Regions from separate parts of the Anas platyrhynchos genome. Here region 1 is linked to region 2. A link is a contact called in public Hi-C data. All regions are on one chromosome and are shown on one strand. Each heading gives the region's core, a stretch centred on a gene start, on an enhancer-like site or on the middle of the called end of the contact. The rest is flanking DNA. Distances are from core to core; before and after follow the strand shown. Region 1 overlaps LOC101798800 (a long non-coding RNA gene). Region 2 overlaps ACVR2A (activin A receptor type 2A).

Region 1 (4,809 bases), core at 1,369-3,868, 300 kb after region 2:
GATCGGGCACAATAAAGATGACAGAGCCCTGAAATTCTGCTTATAACTGGAGCCTACTGCTCTAATGAAGTTCAGGCAGTTGTCTAGGAATGTGATTAAACACAGGGCATGATAATGATTAGTAAAGGATCTTAATTTGTTTTTGATGGACTTTGTAGTCTCTTGGGTAGGAATTGGAAACACATTTCCAGTTCTCAACATCATTATTAAATCTGAACTCAGTATTATTCAGTGATAACAATGAACTCAATTTTAATCAGCCTTAAATCTGAAGTCAGAATTAAATAAAAGTGTTATGGTTTACTGTCCATATAGTTCTCAAAACTTGTGCTGGAGCTCAGTATGTAGCATTAATTCATTTTTCATTATATGAGAAGGGGGGAAGGAAGATGCCAAAGGCTACCCGCAATCCAAGTATTGTACAGTGCATAGTCAAATGAAATCTGAACATCAGTGATTACATTTTTAGTAGGATGAGTGTTCTGACTGAAATGCAGCAATCTGTCACTTGGCCTTTCCGTGACATTCAGTGTATTGAAATTACCAGGGAAAGATTGGTTTTTGACATGCTAAATTAACTAAGTTAGAAATGTGAGCTTTATCATCTCTCCTAATTGTTACAAGGAGAGAGAGTTGTTTGTCTTTTATTTTCTAAGCAAGCTATTTGAACAGCAATTAATAAAAAAAAATATATATATAATAAAAATATTCTCTAGAAAGGTCATCTTTGGAATTCGTAGAGGTGGCTGATTTAGAGAAGTAACTTTTAATACGAACCACAGCAGTGCAGTGATTGAACTGATCGCTTTCTCTTAAAGTCCAACACGTCCATAATTACTGTTTATCTGTGTGACATTTGTCATCGTGCAAGTCACTACTTTGCAGATGGGGCATTGAGTCTCTCCTGGTCAGACAAGGGTTGACCATGTCCAACCTGCAGTGGCTTCCCGGTGCAAACCAGTATTTCTTTTTGTGGTAAAGGCATTACTTTTGGACCAAGAAGTATTTTTATTGCTGTTAGTTGTGTTACTTGGTTTTTTTTTTTTTGTTTGTTTGTTTGTTTGTTTTTTCAGTAGATGAAGACAAGGCCAAATTAATTGCTAATGTAGCAGGCAACGTTCATGAAGAGAAGGAAGGTCTGGCAACTGCAGTTGTAGATGAAGAAGAAATGATTTAGAAAAATACTTTAGGTTTCTAGAAATTTACATTTTTGTACATAAATGGTGATAATTTGATAATTGCTATATATTTTTTATCTTGGTATGGTGTAAAGATGTAAAAAAAAATCAGAGATGTAAAAAAAATTTCAAAACGACTTGTCCTAAAGGCAAATGATACTAAATCTGCTGCAATCTTTTTTTTTTTTTTTTTTTCTTTTTAAATAAAAAATTGAACAATGAAATGCTTTTGTAATTACTTTTCCTTTATGCTGGACTGTAGTTTTGTTTCCCTTTTTACTTATTTTTTGAAAAGGATTTTTTTTATTTCTGGCAGTTACATGGTAAATCTATATAGATGGTGTGAGGTCATGGTACTGGGAATGAAGGAAGAGTGGGAGCATTCCTGTAAAATCAGGGTGTTTCAGATCTGAAGCTCTGTTTATCCAAGTAGTCTTTATCCGTGAATGTCAACAAATCTATTTATTTCTAGCTCCTGGACAAATGTGTAAATGAAATTTCAGGAACCTTTTCATTGGTAGTCAAGTATCTACATCACTGGCCTTGCCATAAAGGACGGTGAATATTGATTTCACTCATGTTTATCAATTAACTGACAGCTCTCTAACCTTGCCTTTCTATTTCTGGCTTTATGTATGAAATAATTGGCCTTATGCTAAACAAACATTTAGAAAAATACTGACTTGGGTAGTCTGTGTAGGAGCATAGAGAGACTGCAAGTGTCTTAGGATGAAATCAAGGGAGGATTCCTGTCCATGAAGTCTGTTAGATGTATTTTATTTTTTTTCCTGCAGCAAAAAGAACTATCAAAGTACATGAAATAGAAAAGCAGATTAGAAGACCCTAAAAACTATTTTTAGTAGTGATTTCAGGATAAAGTGAGGAAATTTAAAGCTGTGCTTGAAAACGCATGTTTGTATATATACAGACAGAGTCATTTTGGCACTATCCAGCACTAGGTGAACAGTGTGGGCAAAGCCATAATTGCAGCCGTGCATCTGTAATTGTTAACAGAAAATTCTGTGGGCAGCCTGACTTATTGCCAGGCAAATTTAGATGAATGGAAGCATCAGCGACATAATTTTTGACATTATATAAATGCATGAATTAGAGAAGGCTCCTCTGCTCATTCATTACGTTCTTGCTTTTGGAAGGCAGTTCCAGGTAGCAATGGCAGTTCATTGCTGGTACATGAAATTTTGCTTCATGATTTGTTGCCTTTAATGGGAGTGTGGTGAGGCCAGTTGCATGGCCAGGATTTCAGCGTGCCCATCATCCCTCTGGTAGTCCCATCCTGAGAGCACATGCTGAATTAATAGAAGAAGAAGATTAAAGGAAGATAAAATGCAGCATGTGATTCGTGTGCATATGCATACCTACAGGCATACATAAATCTGCTCGGTTGCCTGTTTGCATCCAAAGAAAAGTTTCCAAATAACACTTACTCAGGATAAAACCACAGGAATTTAATGTGATGGTGTGAGCAGCAGCCTCTCCCAAACAATGTGGTCAAGGATGGGCAGCATTATGAAAGCTTCCTGTAAAGCTCATGTTGCATCCTGAGGGTCTAAGATGAGAGGTAAAGATTGATGAGATGAGTACAATGTATTTAATGGCCACCTTGGAAATGTGAAATATGTATCTTTTAGGAAACCAAGAGGATGTTTCTTAAGTCTTTACTTTTTTTGTATTATATATGGGGGAAAAAAGAGCACAAGGCACTGGCAGCTTGATCCAACTGCTGTAATTAAATGCGTGTGTGTGTAGGAAAGGAGCCTAGCTGATCTCAAAAAAGCTTTACTTTCCATTGTTTCATGTCTATGTAGTGCTGACTTCACCAGATGTTTAATTCACATAAACACCTAAATGTCTGGAGACCTGTAGCTCCTGGGGAGGCATCCTTGGCTCGCCCGAGCTCTGCTCAGAGGACAAAAGTCCCGTTGCCAAGCCTGCTTGCTTGTGCGTAGTGGGAGAAAGCCATAAAACAAGGGTTTTAGATGAGGCTGAACCATCTGAAATGCTCTTTTATTCTTTATTAATTAGGAAATGTGACAAAATGAACATTCATGGCACAAAACATGTTGCACATCAGCGAAAAAGTGAAGAGTAAAGTATTCGTGTCGCTTTATCATCAGGATTCAAGCTGTTATTTTAATTATAGACCAAGTTCGTTAATAAACGTAAAGAAAGAAGATGAGACCTCTTCTGAGAAGTGTACAGCATATTATCAAATCTTTTCCCATTTGATGGTAATTAGTAGGTAGAAACGTGTGGTGCTTCCCTGTTCTGCCACCCTCTTGTAACTCGATACACGTTTGTATACACGGCTTTAAATATGTGAGCAGCTGGCTCTGCTGTAGGTGTAAGTTGTGTCTCAGAAATTTTGTCTTCAAGCTTTTGGATCATGTCGGGTTATAAGCAGTGAGAAGCTGAGGACAGGTATATAATCATGTTCCCTAATATTTTGGCTTACCACGGGAAGACACCTACTTCAAGCTAATTGTTAAAGTTTGCAAAGCATGGAAAGTTACGTGAAGCTCCTGTAAAGTAATATTAGGTAGGAGAAATGTCCTTATATCTTAATATCCCAAGAAGACTCTTGACAAATTATACGTTCACTTGAAAGTGATATTCTTTTTCAAAGTCCTTCTGTATAACCTGCTGTAATTCTTGCAGGGGGAACCAGGACTGACCATGACCATGACTTCCACCACAAGGGCTCAGGCTGACTTCTGGACGTCACCTTATCTGGGCTTAGGTCTGGAACATCTACAGGGGATGCTCCCAAACTGGGGAGGTGCCGCCTCTTTGTGCCATATTATGTTGATCAGAGCTTGCCGAGGAAAGCCCCGTTATTTAGTTTTCGAGTCAAGCATTCGAAGTTAGGAAGGAGCAGATTTAGGGCTGTGCAAGCTTCATCCCATTCCTCCTGGGTGTGTATTAGGACATGGCCTGTGACTACGCCCTCTCCGCAGGAACCCAGTCACACTGAGCGCACATGACAGAGCAGCAGCGAGGGAGGATTAAGATACCAAAGTGAGCTCAATTTGCATCATTAATATTTGTGATTTAAATATTTTAACTGTTTCATATCTGCATACATGCTTTGTGCGAGTCAGAGTTGAAAAATCACTTTAACCACTCTAGCGTGGACCTGCTGATGAATTATGTCAGTAATTGGGTGGCTGGGGAGATTTAGGCTATGTAAATAAAGCATTTCTGTGTAAATACTTCAGAAATAGGGTAAAAATTGCAGAGATGGCAGCAATGAAGCTGCTTGGGCCTGGCTGACAGAGCTGCCATGGCCAGGGCAGTGGTGGGAGGCGAAGGTGAGGGGAAGACCGGCAAAGGCCGCTCTTATGGAGCAAAATATAAAAGTTTTATCCCTGTCATGTCACAACTGAGGCACAGATTTGTCTTATCCTTCGCCTGCCACTCGAATTAAAAGGGAATAGCTCGGAAAATGACTTTGGTGTCCCCGAAGGCCTGCACGGGGCGATCCGGGCCTGGGGCCGGGCCCTGGGTCCTGGGTGCCGCGCATTTCTGAGGGGACGGCGCCCTCGTGTGGGGGCAGCGCGCAAACATCGCCTCCCGCTGCCCCTGCCTCAAGAAAACACGGAAATTGCCTTAA
Region 2 (4,813 bases), core at 102-2,601:
ATGCTGGGAAGTCAGCATTGTTACCTTCAATTGAGGCATGTTTAACTGGAACTAGCACCTTACATCAGGTTTGCATTTCAGGGCACCAATTTATCAGCTTACATTCAGTCCAAGTACATTTTAAGTTGAAAAACATCAACAGATTCTTCTCAAATGGAGACGTGTGAGAGCTGCAAACAGTATTTACGTGCTTCAGACTATTTGTGTCAAATAAGTATTTTTATGATTAGGAAATCTTAGCAAATTTTATCTTCATTAAGATAAAAACCCTACCTGCACATTCTCTGGCTGAAGATACTTCCTGTATTTGAGAATTTGTGTGGAATATTGAGGTTTGTAGTATACACAGTAAAAATTCTCTAACATAAAGCCTCTTACAGTGACTGGAAAACATGGTTTACAATACAATATTTTAATAAACACAGGACACCAGAACTATTGCCTACCTGAATGGGGAATATTTTGACTGCAACATACTCGTTCAGGAGTTGAGCTTTCCACACGCAGCCAAACCTTCCCCTAGCTTTGATCTCGAGCAACTGCAACGGCTTCAAACCCATCAGGGGCGACGGCGGTGGTGGGCCGGGATCCTGAAAGCAGGTAAACACCGTTAGTTACCTCAGCCATCATACCTGGGATCTGTGGTGACAGCACTAGAAATAAAGGCTCGTAAACCGAGACTTGGCATCGTGTACCCACCCCCTCACAACCAATTCCCCCAAACAAACCAGAAACAAAACGGCAACCCTCGTCCACAGGAAGGAAAAAAAAAAAAAGATTGTGAAACATGCTCAGAATTATGTGCAAGCGACAGCATGACAACAGTTACAGTAAAAATCTAACCGGGTATAAAAGCACAGCACAAAGTAAGAGAGAGAGATGATCAAGCACTACTTGTGGCTTTTCAAAATGACAGAATTAAACCGAGCACTTCGGTACCGAGTGGGTTTTTGTTTGTTTCTCACACACGATGTGCCACGAGCAAACAGCCCAGCCACGAAGCACGCTCCCACCCGCACTTATTGGTGTCCCAGTGGGACACAGAAGACCCCAGGTCGAGCTGGGTGGCTCAGGGAGCCGCAGAGAGCTGCACCAAGCGCCCTTGCACACTCGTGAGCTGGGCCAGGAGCTGCACCACAGCAGAAGGCCCCTCAGGGCCAACGGTATGGCCACTGGGCTGCACTGGAGCTTCGGAGGATGTCCTGCTCTTCTTCATTATCTCCCAGTGTTTGCACTTCACTGGTCAGCTAGGAAAATAAAAAGTCCAGCACTGGCTTTGCAAGTACAAGCCGACCAGCTGGGAAGCCCCACGGCACAAGACGGGGCTCCCACACAGTTATCCCCGTGACCACAGATGTTAACGTGGTTTTGAACAACTTCCCTTTCTGGCAGAAAAAAAAAGAAGTGACACCACGGGCTATCTGGTGTTTTACATTTTATGTCGCTTACACATTCTGTGTAGCACACGTCAGCTGAATGTAACAAGGAGATTTTCAACTGTGGGGATGGCGAAGTTGGGCCGCGGGCCTTATCTTACACGTGAAGGCAAGAACCTACAGCTGAGAGACTGGTATTGCTTTTAAGTGATACCCACACTGCAGAACACACTGAAAAAACCCAAAGCATGCTGCTCAAACCCTCCAAAACGTATGCCTGCCTTTTCTGCTTTGTTTTGTCCCCCCCGCCAGTCACAGCTGTAATGCTGTTGTAAAGAGAGAGAATGGAAAACCCTGGAGTAGTTGCTTGAACACAACCAGTGAGCACTCAATAGCGAGGTGTCCAAGCACTGCAGCTGGTGCCATAAAGATTTTGTGCATGTTACAGACGTTTGCTGAACAGCCGTGGCTGTAAGCACACCTTGCTGCTGGGAGAATGGAGACAAGTGCTGCTGCAGCCGCTACAGGCTCGGAGAACTTAAAGCACAGGACCAAATATCCATCCTCTGCTTCTTAGCAAAAATATATCTGTGCTTCAAGAAGAACCAGCTTTATAGATAAAGAGATTTGTATCGATTCAAAGAAATTGTGATCTAACTCCACAGAAATTAATACCTGTAGAAATACAATTTTAATTAGAGGATTGCAACACTATCCTCAAAAAAATGAGATTCTTCTGTGAATAGATGTGAGATGCTTCAATAAAGCTGTTACAGCAAAAATGCTGGGTTCAAAGTGGATAAACAAAGAGAAAGTGAAGTTTCAGAACTGAAAGTTGCTTCTAACACAGGATCAGGTTCTTGCTCTCAGCACTGCCGATGCTTCTCGCTCCCGTGCCGCCTGCCATTCCCTGCCCGAGCCCTCTGTGAGTATTTCAGGCAGCAGGGTGATCGCTGCCCTCAAATTGCCATGGTTACTTATGGAAATGGCAAAAAAAGACATGCAAAACTAGAAACACAATGCCCGAATTTACTCACAAGACCATCTTTAGTAGTAAAAGCCTGGTATTTTTAAGAACCCTGAGCACTGTGTAGCAGGGGATTCGAAATCAGGCAGCAAGACGACTTGTTGGAGTTCTGAACCCAGCAATCTGCCTGTGGGAAGGAAACCCAAACCTCACCTTGCTCTAGTGGCTGAACAACCCTGTCCTTTCTCTACCCTCTGTCCAAAAAGCCTACCAGTGTTTTGAAGCATACTAGGTCATTTTTTTGTTCTTGACCATCAAGCAGAAGACCACTGACACTTCTCAGAGATCTGATGAAAACAGCTGGATTACAGCACCTGCATCACTCCTGAGTAAAAACCAGATAAAAAAGAAAACAGGGCGGCTAACTCTCACCCTAGACCAATGGGATACTTCTCATACACCTGGATTTTGCTTTTCCTAGAAAATCCTGGCATTTCAAAATCTTTCCCCGCTGCATTACACAGCAGCCTCCTGCGGTTCCCCGCGTGTTTCTCTGGGTGTTGAAACATTTCTGTGAAGTCAGAACTTCCTGCTTGCAATGAAGAAGTTAACACACCCACACACAGAGATCAAAACAAATCCTGATTTAAAATGGAAAGTGTAATTGTCTTCTGTTAATGTAAATAAAGTTCTACACTTTTTTCTATTTTTTTCCTAAACGATTTCACTAAACCCAACAGCCATTTGCTCTAAAATTACCGATCCTGATTTATGCAGAGCCATTCCCTGACGGTATTTGCAACCTGCTCTGCTGCTGAGCAGAAATATTTACTGTGCCACAGGCATCATTACTTGTGCGTGGCTTTTGAAAACCATCTCTGCGGCGCCAAGGCGGATGATATAATGTGAGCTAAGGTATTATGGGGTGTATCAGCCTGCCTCAGCTGTCCAAATGCAGCCCCTCTCCTGCTGCCCAGCCTTCCCCGGCCCTTTCTCCCTCGGACTGACTCTGCTTGCTGCACGGTGAATCAAGGTACGATGCTACGTTGTCAGAAAGCTTTTTCACCCCCCTTCTAATCACATTATTTTTCTAATAGTTTAGCAAATTGCATCTGCTTGCAGCAAGGTCCGCGTTAACAGAAAAAGCTCTGGAAGGCGGAGGGAAGCAGGACTCTCTCCTCACCCTGGGCAGGTGGCATGGTGAGCACCGCTGCACAGATCCTCTGCCAGATAAAAACAGCCAACAGCACCTGAACCGATGGCCTCAGGATGCAGAACAGGTCACTACGCTTTCTTCTTCCCGTAGCTCAAAGCCTCTGGCCATTAAAACCATCAGTTCAGGTTGGAAGGTGATCTCGGAACCATGCACACCTCGCTGTGCTGTGCCACGCTGTAGTTTTCAAAGGTTAAACTACTTTTTGGTTCCCATTTTTAGAGCTGGGAGTTGCAGGCAGCTGTAGATCACATGCCAATTTATTTATAAAAAGGAAAAAAATAACGCTTAAAGTTTAAGAATGGTATCTTAAGAATGGTATCTTCCCTCCATGACTCAAGAATGGTTGTGGAGCTTCACTGTGAAGCCACACTTCCCTTAAGGATGTGCCAAACGGGACAGGTTGTCTGAAGACTGCCCCACCACAGGCCATCAGTGCTTGAGTTCTTCCCCAGCCATTTCTCTCACACGGCAGTTGAATCAGATGATTTATCCTCTATAAAGGGACCGATTATCCAAATGGGGTCATATATAATCACGTTTCTCTTTCCTGACTCCAAAATAAAGCTTCCAGAGCCCATGCAATTCTCTTTCTTAAATTTTGCTTTGTTTCCCCTTGGTTACATTTATACTACAGCTATTTTTTTGTTAATATGGTCAACAGGTTCCCCTTTAAAGATCATTCTCCTCCCTTTCAAGCTTGGGCTTGGTTTATTTTCAATCAGATGATGGGTGAAGTCGGGACAAGAATAAAAGGAGTCAGACTTTGTAAATTCTGTAATTTAGTCTAAAATTGACTATAACACGTATCCAAATTTCAACCTTTAATTCCCCAGCATCGTTTTGTTTTCTCTTAATAGTGACAATTCTTCTCTTGTTTGCCCCACGAATTCCCCTGTATTTTGCAGTGCATATATGACATACTCCCCTAATTAATATGAAACAAGGTAATTGCTTGTAGCCAGAATACTCCTTCCCTAACAGAAATCAAGTCACTTGAAGCAAGACAGCAGTGGGAATAGAAGGGCCTCTGACAACTCTTTCCAGGTGCAAGATGCTCAGAATATTGCCATAGCAGCATTCTGTTTTCTTCTAAATTACAGTTACAAAGCATCCTGGCTATCAGAGAACAACATGAGACTGACAGAGAGACAACAAAAACTGTACATTCATACCGCAACTCAAATCTCAACTTCTTCAATATTTATGTAAAAAGTCTACCGGTAACGACCACAGTTCCTGAATAAACAGTTCAGT

What was found. A called contact is a pair of places that touch in the nucleus more often than the background predicts.
Region 1: a contact with region 2 is called in a Hi-C map of skeletal muscle, with 4 times the contacts expected there. The contact joins two enhancer-like sites. A contact is called at or near these places in 5 of 8 Hi-C or Micro-C datasets (F1 follicle, liver, skeletal muscle and 1 more).

What each region holds. Positions count from the first base shown.
Region 1 is chr7:3,409,748-3,414,556 of IASCAAS_PekinDuck_T2T, forward strand. The region is part of intron 3 of LOC101798800 (a long non-coding RNA gene); the gene reads left to right. Among named protein-coding and RNA genes, the nearest start is that of ACVR2A, 260 kb to the left of the region's middle. Within about 2 kb of position 2,619, at least 2 of the 8 cell types and tissues checked have an H3K27ac peak or open chromatin away from gene starts, as enhancers often do.
Region 2 is chr7:3,109,015-3,113,827 of IASCAAS_PekinDuck_T2T, forward strand. It overlaps ACVR2A (activin A receptor type 2A), which reads right to left. Exons shown (of 12, transcript XM_021275966.4): 6 at 447-590. Among named protein-coding and RNA genes, the nearest start is that of ORC4, 31 kb to the left of the region's middle. Within about 2 kb of position 1,352, at least 1 of the 8 cell types and tissues checked has an H3K27ac peak or open chromatin away from gene starts, as enhancers often do.